4 separate regions of the Mus musculus genome follow, and all the other regions are linked to region 3. A link is a contact called in public promoter capture Hi-C data. All regions are on one chromosome and are shown on one strand. The core of a region is the stretch at or near the end of the contact, and the rest is flanking DNA. Distances in the headings are between cores, read along the strand shown.

Region 1 (3,306 bases), core at 188-2,687, 600 kb after region 3:
CTTCAGATTTTCAAGCATTTCAGATTGGGGAATTTGACACTATACAGCTACAGTTTTAATCTATCACAGTGCCAGACAATGCTAAGGTTTCCCTGCGCCTGGCCTCATTTACCTCCTATTATAATCCCATGTATTGCCTATTGCTCAAAAGAGGAAACTGGGGGCCACTGAGGCCACAGAACCCACCCAAGGGGAAGCCACTGGTAAACACAGGGGATGTGAATCAAGACTGGTCTGGATCCAAAGCCCATTTCCTTAATCCTGACCCATGCCACTGGGTCTCAATACTGTGTCCTGCTGCGGTTGACAGAAACCCACAGGGTACAGAAAGAAACACACATCAGTTCTCGTAACCTCAAGACTAGGACAGGAGGCAACTCCTAAGGCCACATTCTCAGTTTTAGAGAAACTAAGTCATTTGCCTGAGGACGTGTTCAGTTGACACCCATCTTCTCATCTGGTCTCAGTTCCCCCAGGTGTAAAATAAGGACATCCTTTTATAACTGCATGGCCACGACCCCCGCCCCAAAATCTGTGCTATTTCCTTTCTCTCAGCTAGACATCTAGACTCGCTGCTCAAGGGTTCCTGGAACCTCACTCACCACGTACTTGGAGGGAGGGTCTTTGACAACATTGGCGCTGGTCACCTCAAAGAGCAGCCTCTGTGGAACTAGGGTGTTCCGAGACTTTTTCCAGAAATCCTGCAGCTGGCGGGCCAGGAGTTGACTGCTCCGTTGTCCATCAGGTGGGGGACTTCGTTCTGCACAAGCACATGACCCGTCATTATGGGGGTGGCTAGCTCCAGAGTTAACGTAAACAAAATGCCATGACCTCATTCACAGAAGCGAGATGTGCTTCACCCCAGCGCCTGGCTTACAGTGGATGCTAAACCTCCACCCGAAGCAGCTAGCACACACGTTTGTTTCCCTGGTCCTGTGCATTTAATATCTACAAAAAACCCGAGATGGTGTGATTCCCATAGTGTTGTGAGTCAAGGTCACACAGCCAAACCGTGTCTGGAAGAGCTTATAGTGTCAATAGTTTCAGAGAGAAAACTCAGGATGCCCTCGGACCGCGTCCAGCGGGGAGGCCTAACCGAGCCCCGGGGTTCCTGTCTGTCCTCCCGCACTCGCCTGCGTCTTCTCCCGATGCCCCGTCTCCTGAGGGCGGCGAGTCGAGGCCCGCCTCGTCGTCCTCGTCTTCGTCGTCAGGGTCATCCTCCGCACTAGTGAAGCTGAGGGTGCCACTGAGGCGGGAGGACAGGCCCTCGGCGTCATCGTCCTCCAGCTCTGAGCTCTCAGGGAACTGCTCGGCCTCTGGGCCCGCCGCCGCCTCCCCGGGGCCATCGCTGGCCAGGGCGTGTCGCAGCCGGTGTAGGAGCCGCGAGGCCATGGCACCCAGGGGGGAGCGCGCCACGCTGGGTCCAGGGCTGAAGAGGGAGGGGACCCCCGCCCGGAGAGGGACCCGGGGGCGTGTCAGGGGCGTGGCACAAGAGGCCACGCCCACGGGCCGCGGCCGCTGGGGACGTGCGGGAGGCCGGCCTCTGCCCTGTTCCTCCCGCAGGCCGGGACGCGCCTCCACCCACCGCGTCCCAAGTGCGTTCGGGGCGGGCTCCCGGGATTTGGTGCAGCAGCCTGGCGGATTTAAGAGGCTCTCCGCCCAGGCAGCTCACGGCGCCGCCTCGCTGCTTCCTGCCGCCGCTCCGCCTCCGCCCCGCCAGCTCCCTCTCCCGGAGCTGTTAGAATCCCAAGCCGCTGCCTGCGGGAGGGACGCGGAGGGCAGCCGGGCGGGCCAAGGCTTCCCCCGAAACCCAGCCGGATCGTGGTGGCCGCGCCCCCTCTTGGACTCGCCCACCCCTCCTGGTCTCCTGAGGCCGCCCCAAGCTTTACCCCTAATCTCCATACAGTGCCATGTAACTTTACAGTGTAATTTCGCGGCATTTGGGAGCTCGGCTCTCCCTTGAGTGAAGCTTGAAATCCGGTTTCGTCCAGCCTAGGTTTTCTCATATGAAACAAGAATACTAATACTCATACTAAATTTTCACTCATACTAAATTTTCAGCTCTTGTAAAAACCCCAGTCCGGTGCCTGTGTGAGAAACCTAGCCCTTCCCAGTTTCGTTTGAACTTAACCTGGGGGAAGTAGTCAAAGAGGAAAACATCCAGAGAGGCTGTTACTTGTTCAAGGTTGCCCAGTTTGTCAGAGATCTCTAGCGTGGGAGCTCTTGAACTGATTTATTTTCCCACGCGTGCGGGGTTGCTTGGGTAATCTCTATAACTCTCTTGGAGAACTGCAGTTTATCTTTTACTGCAGGGTAGCAGTAGTCAGGAAAATGATTGCTGATCCCTGTCCCAAGGCTTACATGTCAGACCTAGCAGGCAGATTTGGCTAGTTAGACAATAAAACAAGTTATCTCAAAGGCCAGGTGTGGTGCTCCTGTGGCTCATGCCATTAATCCTAGCCCTGGCTCTCGGGAGGCAAAGGTAGGAGGATCATTGTGAGTTCAAGAACAGCCTGGTTTACTGTTGAGGTCCAGAACTAAATAGAGACCCTGCCTCAAAATTATCTCAGACAGTATCAAAATTAAGTATCTCCTATCCCCTTTTAGGGCGTGGGAGAGGGATGGAGGATATGAACGGAAAGACCTTCCTGGCCTTTACTGAACAGAAGGGTCTCAGATTTTAGCACTCATGGCGTCTTGTAAGTATTTCATACACTGTCACATGTCAGTCTCAGAGGATGAAGTTACAGTAATGATTATTTTTCTAAACGATTTATTTATTTCATATATGTGGTTATACTGTCGCTGTCTTCAGACACAGCAGAAAATGGCATTGGATGACCATTACAGATGGTTGCTGGGAATTGAACTTAGGACCTATGGAAGAGCAGTCAGTGCTCTTAGCCACTGAGCCATCTCTCCAGCCCCTCCCCCCCCCCTTGATGGTTCTTTTTTAATATGAGGAAACTAAGGCTGAGACTGGAAAGATGGTTTAGTGGTTAAGGGTGTGTATTTAGAAGAACTCTGGTAGAAGACCAGAGCTTGGTTTTCAGTACCCAAACTGGCAGTTATAGGCGCCCTCTTCTGGCCTCCAAAAGTTCCTGCACACATGTACACAAAACCCAAACACAAATACACATAATTAAAAACAGAATAAGTCTTAGAAAAAAGCCAGGTGTGGTGGTGCACACTTTTAATCCCAGCATTCGGGAGGCAGACAGGTGGATTTCTATGAATTCAAGAGCAGCCCGGTCTGCAGAGTGAGTTCTAGGTCAACCACGGTCACATAGTGAAACCCAGAGAGAA
Region 2 (3,426 bases), core at 681-3,180, 830 kb after region 3:
TTAGGAAATGGCTATGATTCAAGCCTCCAGGCTCCTCCCGGGCTCAGGAGACCATCTGCCCTGTCCATCTGACACAAGGAAGCAATATCTTTATCCACCTGACAGCTGGATGTGCCAGTTGGCTCAACTCCATCTTTCCTGGTCCCTCTTTGTCCAGGTCCGTCCATAGCACATCCACAGCCAAAATCTGCCCTCCGTGGGCAAGTCTCATTTCCCCCTTCCACCTTCCTGTTCATAGCACCTTAGGACTCCTAAGTATAAATTGCTTCCAGTCATTCCTGGCATCTTTGAGAAAAATAATAAAGGCAAAAGAGGGGCAGGGGCTGTAGCCCCCCCAAAAGACCAGAAATTACAAACTTTGGTTTCTGTTCCCCCACCCCACCTCCTAGCCTCAGCTTTTCCCTCTTGGAAATAAGATGCTTAGATTCCACACCTCGGACACCTAAGCCTTCCCTGGTCACAGCTGGTGGCTTCGTGGAGACTTGACCTCCCGGTGGTTTAGTAGTGTGGTCAAGGCCCGCTGATTGAGTAGTAGTCCCAGTCTCTGAGAGTTTAGTATCTGTCCCTGAGAGCTCTCCTTCGCTCGGTCCTAAAGGTTGTGGAAATAAAGATACAAGAGGAAAATCCAGTGTCAAAGAAAGAAACGGAACCTCTGCCAGCCACAGGATGGCGGTGTAACTTTGTGCGAGAACATTTATTTTGGCGGCTCACTTCCACAACCTTAGGATGTGGCAAAAGATTTCTCCCTCCCTCAGGTACAAATCTTGAGTCTTGCTAGGCCAGACCGTTGAGGGCCCTGCGGGAAGAACCCCAAGGGGCAACAGGTCCCTAAGGCTCGGGTCCCGGCACTGACGCCACCCAGGGTTTGCCCTCCAACTCCAGCCTAGGAAGCCACTGCTCTCAGGTCCCGGAACAAAGTCTCGCTGTGCGTGCCCGGAAGCCCTTCATGCACCAGAGAATCGAATCCAGCCAGGAATGGGGGGGAGGGGGGCTCCTTCCCCTGGGCCGCGCCTCTGTGACGCCTTTGTCCCTCGCATTTACCCCAGGCCAGACAAGGGAGGCACGTGTGGATCGGGTTTCCACCGCTTTTCGGGCTCCCTGGATCTGGGATGCCCTTCTTCGCCAAACCCAAACCCGGGCCGCTCCCACCTCTCACAACCCCGCCCTGTCCCCGCCAGGTCACCCCGGGGCTACCATTAGGCTTGGAGCAGACAGAGCTGCAGCCCGCCTGGCAGCACTTGCGGTTGTCCGCACAGTCCTTGTCCAAAGTGCACTCCAACACACAGTCCGTAATTGGTTCAAGCTGGGGGCACTCGCCGGGTTTCTCTGCATCGGTGCCTTGGGATGGGTGGGTGGGAGCAGAGACTTGTCAGGGAGAACCGAGCCCAGTCCCACCCGCATATCCTCTCCCTGCTCCGAGATCCCCAAATTTCAACCCCAAGGATTTCGGATTCTTTGGCCCAGGGGCCCCCATAATATCATCCCAGAGAGCCTCACCCCCGAGCCAGGGGTCTCTGACACTAGAGAACTCCCCAATGCTTGGCTTCAAAGTCCCCAGTCCTCTGGGACTTGAGCCTCTGCTTGGAAGCTTCCGCCATCCCGGGAGTTTCCCGCTCCTCTTCATCAGGTCTCTGCTTTCAGAGCTGAGAGAGCCCCCGCCCTTCCAACTTTAAGCCTTCATTGATTCCCCCTCCCCCCTTCCCAGTACATTCCCCGGACCCTAAGCTTCAAGGATAACTAGCTGTAGGCCCCAGAGTTGCAAAAATTAAATATTCACTGGCCTCTCACCTTAGTCCCAGAACCCCGGCTTCTGAGACTCCGGCACTCTGGGCTGCACTCACCTGTGGCTGAGATGGGGGTGAACAGTAGCAACCCTAGTAGGAGGCCAGCGGCCAGCAAGCAGAGGCGACAGGCAGGCATGGTGCAGGTGTGACCTGCAGCCAGGATGGGGGGGATTTAAGCACTCGCGCGGGGAGGGGGGCGGGGCCGAGTGAGGGGTACAGGAGGCGGGTAGGAAGCACAGCGGGCAGCGCGGGCGCCCTGCCACCTCACGCCATTTCACAATCCCCCTGGATCAGGTGTCATTCTTGGCTCTGGTGGGAACCAGGAACCGAGACAGCTTCCAAGCCGGCTGCAGCCGGACACTTGTCCACCCCTCCCTCTCTTCCTACCTTTCTAAGGCCTGAGGGCAAGGCAGGGCAGTGAGAGCTGAAAGCTCCCTGGGATCAGTTTTAAAGAGTCTGTTGACTCCCCAGGAGTCCAAGATTAAGGAGAAAACGGCAAGGCTGCAGTGATGGAGCCAAAAGGAGGCAAAAGATGCTGGGGATTAAATGGCTGAGATTGGGGCCAGATGAACCACAGCATGCAGAGCCCTGTTCAAGGATTAGTAGAGGCTGGTGTAGTGGAGGCTACAGAAATAAGACTTATTAACAAAGGAAGCCAGCTGACAAGGAACACATCCAGGAAGGAGCAACACCCGTGCAATTTCCAGCTCTCTCGGGCATTTCTTTTGCCTTTTCTTACCCCAGTCCATTGGGGCAGGATAGAGTGTTTCACTACTATGACTAGAGAGTGATGCACAGGCTGGACCACTTCAGAGGCTTGTCCCCAACCGAAGTTCCAGGCTAAAGTTTTTGGATCTCCATTTCTTCCTCCAGGCTCTGTTTCCTCCAGATGCCTACCAAATGACACATAACAGAGAGAGTGTTATGGTGGTGACTATGCAACGCTGGCACTTCAGGATATCCTTCCCTTTATTATCAGGTAAAACTTAGCAGCGCAAACCGGGTGTCTTAGCATTTTACTGCTGTGAACAGACACCATGACTAAGGCAACTCTCATAAGGACAACATTTAATTGGGGCTGGCTTACAGGTTCAGAGGTTCAATCCATTATCATCAGGGTGGGAGCATGGCAGCATCCAGGTAGGCATGGTGCAGGAGGAACTGAGAGTTCTACATCTTCATCTGAAGGCTGCTAAGAGAAGACTAACTTCCAGAAAGCTAGGGAGAAAGGCCACCCCCACAGTGATACACTTCCTCCAACAAGGCTACCCCTCCAAATAGTACCACTCCCTGGGACAAGCATATTCAAACCACCACACTGGGCATGTGCAGGAATAGACTTTTCTCTAAGAACCTCCCTGTTTGGATTTGTATAGGCTTCCATAATAAATTCCTCACCCTTTCTAACCTTCCTTTGTTGCTTGATAGTAGACTCCTTGTGGAGTCTACTATCGTGTGCTCCTGGCCTCACATGATGTCAACCACCATATCCGGTTACCGTAATCAAAAGGGGGCTGTCCGGTGCTGGTCCTGGAGTGACAGGGACCAGGTTCCACCTCCTCCACTTCCCATTTGAAGGACCTTGGGTGAAACTCCTCTCCTTTTTGAAGAGCCATTTTTGTCATCTGTAAAAATGATGGTC
Region 3 (3,277 bases), core at 31-2,530:
GTCATACACAAACTCTAGGAACACCGCAAACAAACCGGACTGCCAGGATATCAGGTTTGCTTTTTGAAGCCTGCAGTGTCCCTTCTTATGACCCCTTTATTTAAATTACATCATGGCCACGTTTGATGTGGGAGACAGTATACAAGCATTGAATCCCTGGAAGTCTGGCTCACTGAGAGCTATCTCTCAGCCTCTGCATCTCGAAGTTCCTTTTGGTATTTAAACATAACAGATAACTGTGTCAGAAACTGTCTGGCCTTCCAGTGACTAAGATATTCCATAGCTTTCCTCTTTTAAAATATATACACGGGGGCTGGTGAGATGGCTCAGTGGTTAAGAGTGCCGACCGCTCTTCCAAAGGTCCTGAGTTCAAATCCCAGCAACCACATGGTGGCTCACAACCATCCGTAACGAAATCTGATGCCGTTTTCAGGAGTGTCTGAAGACAGCTATAGTGTACAGTGTATAAATAAATAAATAAATATTTTAAAAAAATAAATAAAACAAAATATATACACGTATTCAATTTGTCCTCATGGATGAAGAGCAGTTTCTATATTACTTGGATTAAATATAATTGGTCATGTTAAAATATATTGTTAAGATGGCGCAGTGATTTATAGCAGAGGAGCAGAGTTCAATTCCCAGCACCTACATGATACCATCTTCTGGCCTTCTTAGACACGGGGTACCAAGCACAGCACGCAAGTAGTGGACAGACATACATGCAGGCAGGCAATATATCAATACATATAAAATAAAATAAAATAAAAATTGAAAATATTATACTGTTAAAATATTTTGCCATTACTTATTGTGACTTCTCCTTCTGTAAAATTGGCAGGAGAGTATGCACCTGTCAGTAAAGTCAGTAATAAACAGGATGGCGATTATTTTCTTTTAAGATATTTAGAGATGGTTTGATTCTTTGTTAGGGGGTCTCTTCTGTAATTTTGGGAAGGTCGTCGATACATTTTTATTCTGCTTACAACTGTTTGGTTATTATTTTTTTCTTAATACACTGTTGGAATTTCTTTACAGAGCTCTAATTTTTTATTCTCACACTTCTTCTTGTACTCATGGTTTTTACTCGTAAATTACTGTGATTAAAGCCCTAGCGCCTCAGAGGCTATCGGCTGGGTGGGGGCCGCAACTCCCTGTGGGAAATGTAGTCCTGGAAAGACTACAGCACCCTTTGGAGAACCGTGGGAATGGCCGCTCCGAGACTCTGCGCATGCGCGGTCTCCTAGGCTCTATGGATGCGTTTCCGTTTCGTGGGGCTCTTCCAGGCGAGGCTCGAGGGGCCTCTGTGCGCCACAATTGCCTGGGGCCTTCTGGGAGCTACAAAAGAAGCGAGGTTTCCCCTGAGCCAGAGGAATTCCGGGTGGCGACTCCGGGGCAGGATCAGAAGAACCAGCGCCTTCCTGGGGCCCGCGGAGGCTTGCGCGTGTCCAGGGGCCGGGCGAGGCTAGCGGGCGCCCCCGGGGCTGCAGGCCTCCGGGCGGGCAGCCTGGGAAGGAGAGAGGTGTGTGCGTGCAAAAAGCGGATCCCAGCAGTCCTGCGGATGCCCTTGGCCCGGTAAAGCTTCGGGGGGCTGCTTAAGGGTTGAGCTGCGATTGAGGGAATGAGCAGGTCTGATTTCATTGGCGGGTCTTTCGTTTGGGAGGGAAGGGATGCCAGCCATGGCTGAGAAAAAGGCCTCTGCATCACTTCGAACAAATGCGTGTCGTTCATTAGAGTCCCCATTCTGTTTCGCCAGAGTTGCTCAAACCCCGTCCATCACCATCCTGGAGTTTACTGGTTTCCTTTATATAGAAGAATGACCCAAGAGTATCTACAGGAAAGGGTTTTTATGAGAGTCGAACTTCTTCTCAAGTGAGGAAGGCAGCTATTTTGACCATTTAGGTAGTTTGCTAGTGCCAGAACCAAGAATTGAAATCTGGTGTGTTGATTCGAAGGCCAGGGCTTTGTCTTCTGCTACACTGAAGCAGAGGCCTCCCTCTCATGAAACTGCAGTTAAGCTTGGGGGAGGGGAGCAGAGTGATACGCATCTTAAACCCCTCACTCCCTCTGTCTGGTTTTCTGATTTCATCTGCTGAATGCATTAGTAGGAAAACAGGTAATTGATACCCAAAAAACTAGATGGTAGGTAGGTAGATAGATAGATAGATAGATAATTGATACCCAAAAAACTAGAGGGTAGATAGATAGATAGATAGATTGATTGATAGAATCTCAGAGTTGCTGGCCTGCTCTTTCAGGCTTCATATATACTAGAGCTTATTGATATGATCTAATATGAACTCTGAAGTGTTGTTTGTTTTTTAAGGAGACCTGAATAAGACAGTAGTTCAATTCACACCTTTGTTTCCTTTCACACAGTAAGAAAAGCTCTGATTAGTCCATTCAAAACTGCCCTGGGCCTTCCCTCCGCAGACGCTTTCTGTATGACGCAGGTCGAAGGGTCCTTTCCTTCCAGGGCATGTCTGTGAGTCACTGTCGAGCTGCTAGCCAGTCTGCTGATCACATTCCCTGTTCTTCCTCACCCAGCCCTTGGATCACCGGTGGTTCCTGGCCCTTTCTTGAGAACGCCTGGAAATGGACAGTACCCAGGTAAGTCACCGAGGGATTCACGTCCCACCGTTGGCAGTGGCTGTTCATAGACCCGCAGCGAGTACATCTGGATGTGGTAGACGTGTATAAAAAGGCAGCGCCAGGGAAAGTAAGGGAAGCAGATCAGTACCAGAGAAGTGAACCCCAATAAACAGAAGGCATTGCCAGATGTGCTGGAGCACGCCTTTAATCCCAGCGCTTGGGAGGCAGAGGCAGATGGATCTCTGAGTGAGAAGCCAGCCTGGTCTGCATAGAGAGTTCCAGGACAGCCAGGGCTACACAAAGAACCCTGTCTTGAAAAAAACAATAAACAAACGGATAAATAATAAACAGAAATTATTCACCCCGGTAGGCTTGTTTAGGTTGTATGACAAAGACCCAAGTAGTAGGAAGTAGGCTGTTACCATGGTTTTTCATCATTTATTTATAAACATGTTCTTAGAGAATCTATGAGCAGATGATGCGAAATCACCTTTGCCAACAGCAGCTGTAGATTCCCTTGACTTACAGCTTGGCAAGGCCTCATAGTTACAGATGTCTAATCTATTTTCAGAGGTGTAGACAGCCCTCTGATCGTTCTCCATAGTGTAATGATAAAACCTGCACTCAGTGGGTTACGTGTGCCTCAAATGGTGCCTGTTGCTGCTCCTTTTTATCTCTGGTG
Region 4 (3,089 bases), core at 343-2,842, 890 kb after region 3:
TCCATAGGAACTGAGTGGTGACTATTTCAGATCGTCACACAGACTCTTAACCCTAACCCTCCCTATCAGGGCTCTAAACCTGGTAATGTCTGCATTACTGATGTTGCAGGGTAGTTAAGAGGCAAATGAGACACCCTTAAATTCTCACTCCAGGGTTTCACCAATGCTTTAACTCCCTCTGTCATCGGTATTTTGTGGCCTATGCTGAGATAAGTTTGCAATCTCTGCATGGAAAAAATTCTACTCTAGGAAGATCACAGCAGCTACTGGGCGATTTTCTGTAGTTCACAGACAACAGCTAGAAACTTGATTATGCTTTAAAGTGAAACTCTTGCTTTATTTCACAAAGACCATCCTGTAGCCCACTGCTATCCCACAAATGTTTTGTTAGGCATGGGTATTGTTTGTTTTTTTTTAATACAAACAAATGTCTTAAAAACAAAAACAACACACCTAGTCTGCCAATTATCTGTGACCTTATATCCCAATAATAGGAACCAACCACCTACTCTTTGCCTCGAGAAATGCATGTAGTACCTCAGACTTGGAAGTTTTCAGGAGACGATGTTCACTCAATAATAATGTAATTTCTTCATGTTGTATGTGCATGCATACTGATGCAAATAGCTGTGAGGGCCAGAAATCAGCAACCAATGTCTCTTTTATTCCCTCTGTACTTTGTTTGTGTGTGTGTGTGTGTGTGTGTGTGTAGGGGGGTACTTCTGTCACTGATCTTGGAAGTCACTGATTCAGGCATACTGGCTTCCAGCAGTCCTGTTCCTCCTGTCTCCACCTCCTCAGTTATGGGCCTAGAAGCCGGCAGCAGCAACCCGACTTTTAATGTAGGTTCTGGAAAATGAAACTCAGGTCGTCAAGCTTGAGTAGCAAGCATTTTACTGACTGGGGCATCGCTCCAGCCCTGTAATATTAATCCTTACTTCCAAAATCAGTTTTAACTTGGTGTGACCGCTACCTACTGGAGTAGCAGATCCCAAGGCCAATGACAAGATGACAACACTTTGCCTGCCACACCCCCTCCATGGCCTGTGACAGGTGTCAAGTTAGGAACTCACTCGGTGACAGTGTCTTGGAACCAGACCCAGAGCTCTGCACCTGACGGAGCCTGCAGGAAGGGTGGCCCCCAGTATCGCGTCCTCCAAAAGCCTTGCGTGAACGACAGGTGGAGCTCCCGCAGGGAGTACTTGGAGATCAGCTGTCCCAGGGCTTTAGGGAAGAGCCTGTAATGGGACACTGAAGAAAGCAAGGCAGGTGAGCGGCGACCCAAGCCCCACCCCTGAGTAGCTCTCTTTAGGAACTGAGCAAGGTGCTGCAGACATTTTCCTGGGGTCCTGAACTCACCTCCTTCCCGCTGCAGATCCGAATCCCAACGCGTGCGGAACTGGAATGTGGCGGCCACGTCGCCGGAAGGCAGTGGAGTGATAACGAGCTCTTCTCGCAGGCTGTCGCGTGGGCCCTCCGCGCAGCCACAGCAGCCCCGTCCCACCAGCAACAGCACCAGTAACCGCAACGGCAAACCGAGCGGCATGGCAGCCGCCATACCTGCGGCCGCTTCCGCCTCCCAGCATCGCCCGCGCCCACCAAAGGCGGTCATCCAATAGGAAGCCGGATGAGAGAGGACTTCCGGCGCCGTCCCGGAAACCACTCCGAGGTTACCGGAGGGACACGGAGGTCCGTCAACAGATCGTGGATTTTGCCGACCTGGCCTGAAGGGGTGTGGGCGTGTGGCGGAGGAAGAGAGCTGGCTTGAGGGCCCGCGCACCTATAGGTGCTTTCACCAGCTAGGAAGTGCTCGATATGCAGTGTGGCCATCCCGGTACCAAGTGCTGCTATTACAGGCGTGAGGTAGAACCGTCCAGTGACTCTATTTACTTGGCTCAAAACCTAGCCCGCAACGGTGAGGGCAGAGCTGTCCTACCCCCTCCCTGTGGTCTTAATAAAAGAATATAATAAAATAAATAAGAGTGTATGGCAAAATTGAAAGAATTAGCAGCTATTAAACATGTTCCTCCAACCATGTAAATTAATTCCACCATTAACATGTTGCTATGGGTACACACCAACAAGCCCACTCATCTATTATAGCATTGATTCCATCACGGAGTAAATTTCACACATGGGTATTCTGCATTGTCAAAATTTAGTTTCGTTCAAAATTTTCTCATAAAATTACCTGGGTTTTAATTAATAAAATATTGTAACTCCAAATCTTACGGAGATATAGAATGTTCCTAAGAACTGGGGCTGGGGATGAAACTAACTCAGTGGCAGAGTGCCTAGTAGGCATGAGACCTTGGGTTCATACTCGACATAGCAATGTGTATTGGGAGGGAAGCCCTAAACTTAAAGTCCCACCTAAGGTCCCAGAAAATGGTCTAATGCCTCTTTCCTGTCAACATCTATCTCCAGAACACATTGTAGAGGCAACCAGTGTTCTTGTAATAGATTAATCTGTTCTAGGACTAAATGTAAATGACAGCATAGTATGAGGTTTTGTGTGTTCTTTCCTGAAAGGAATGATTTTGAAACCACATTGTGGTTTAGAGACAGAAACCATAGCTTCATGGGAGTTGGCTCTACATCCTTTCCTCATCTCTAGGGAAACAGTGCTGATTGGCCTCGTGTTCTCATGTGTATAAGGTTATTTACTGCTGTGCAGTGCTAACATTGTGTGGGTAAGCCAGTTTCTCCACTGGAGACACTCCATGGGCAAAGGAGTGCTTGGTAGTTTTGGTTATAGTAGGCAAGGATGATTATAGTCTGTACAAGTGGCTTTGCACACTTAGGTTATCATGTCCCTTGGGAGAATATTTAGGAGTAGGATGGCTGCAGCAAAGAGGAAGTGCAAGCAACTGTCAGACCTTTCTCCAAAGTCTGTCATTTTTCTATTAAAAACAGGAGAGTTTAAGGCCAGCCTGTTCTACATAGTGAGTTCTGGAACAGCCAACACTGTAGTGAGACTCTATCTCAAAACAAACGGACAAATTAAAAGCTCAAACATCAAGAGCTCTGGTTGTACTGCATCCTGGTTAAAATCTGGTGTTAGGTCTGGGACGCAGTGATGCACAGGA

The links. Promoter capture Hi-C pulls out the DNA fragments that hold promoters and counts their contacts.
Region 1: a contact with region 3 is called in a promoter capture Hi-C map of liver. The contact joins the promoter of Snx21 here to the promoter of Zfp334 in region 3. A contact is called at or near these places in 9 of 39 promoter capture datasets (the 3T3-L1 cell line, cranial neural crest, frontonasal cranial neural crest and 5 more) and 2 of 9 other capture datasets (liver and macrophages).
Region 2: a contact with region 3 is called in a promoter capture Hi-C map of liver. The contact joins the promoter of Wfdc2 here to the promoter of Zfp334 in region 3. A contact is called at or near these places in 3 of 39 promoter capture datasets (cranial neural crest, liver and pre-B cells).
Region 4: a contact with region 3 is called in a promoter capture Hi-C map of cranial neural crest. The contact joins the promoter of Pigt here to the promoter of Zfp334 in region 3. A contact is called at or near these places in 2 of 39 promoter capture datasets (cranial neural crest and liver).

What each region holds. Positions count from the first base shown.
Region 1 is chr2:164,784,152-164,787,457 of GRCm38.p6, reverse strand. It overlaps Snx21 (sorting nexin family member 21), which reads right to left and starts at 1,437. Exons shown (of 3, transcript NM_133924.3): 1 at 1,134-1,437; 2 at 603-760. The coding sequence starts at 1,392.
Region 2 is chr2:164,561,220-164,564,645 of GRCm38.p6, reverse strand. It overlaps Wfdc2 (WAP four-disulfide core domain 2), which reads right to left and starts at 1,930. Exons shown (of 5, transcript NM_026323.2): 1 at 1,842-1,930; 2 at 1,195-1,338; 3 at 434-589. The coding sequence starts at 1,920.
Region 3 is chr2:165,386,262-165,389,538 of GRCm38.p6, reverse strand. It overlaps Zfp334 (zinc finger protein 334), which reads left to right and starts at 1,280. Exons shown (of 5, transcript NM_178411.3): 1 at 1,280-1,578; 2 at 2,551-2,613. The coding sequence starts at 2,599.
Region 4 is chr2:164,496,028-164,499,116 of GRCm38.p6, reverse strand. Pigt (phosphatidylinositol glycan anchor biosynthesis, class T) reads right to left here and starts at 1,592. Exons shown (of 12, transcript NM_133779.2): 1 at 1,360-1,592; 2 at 1,074-1,251. The coding sequence starts at 1,558.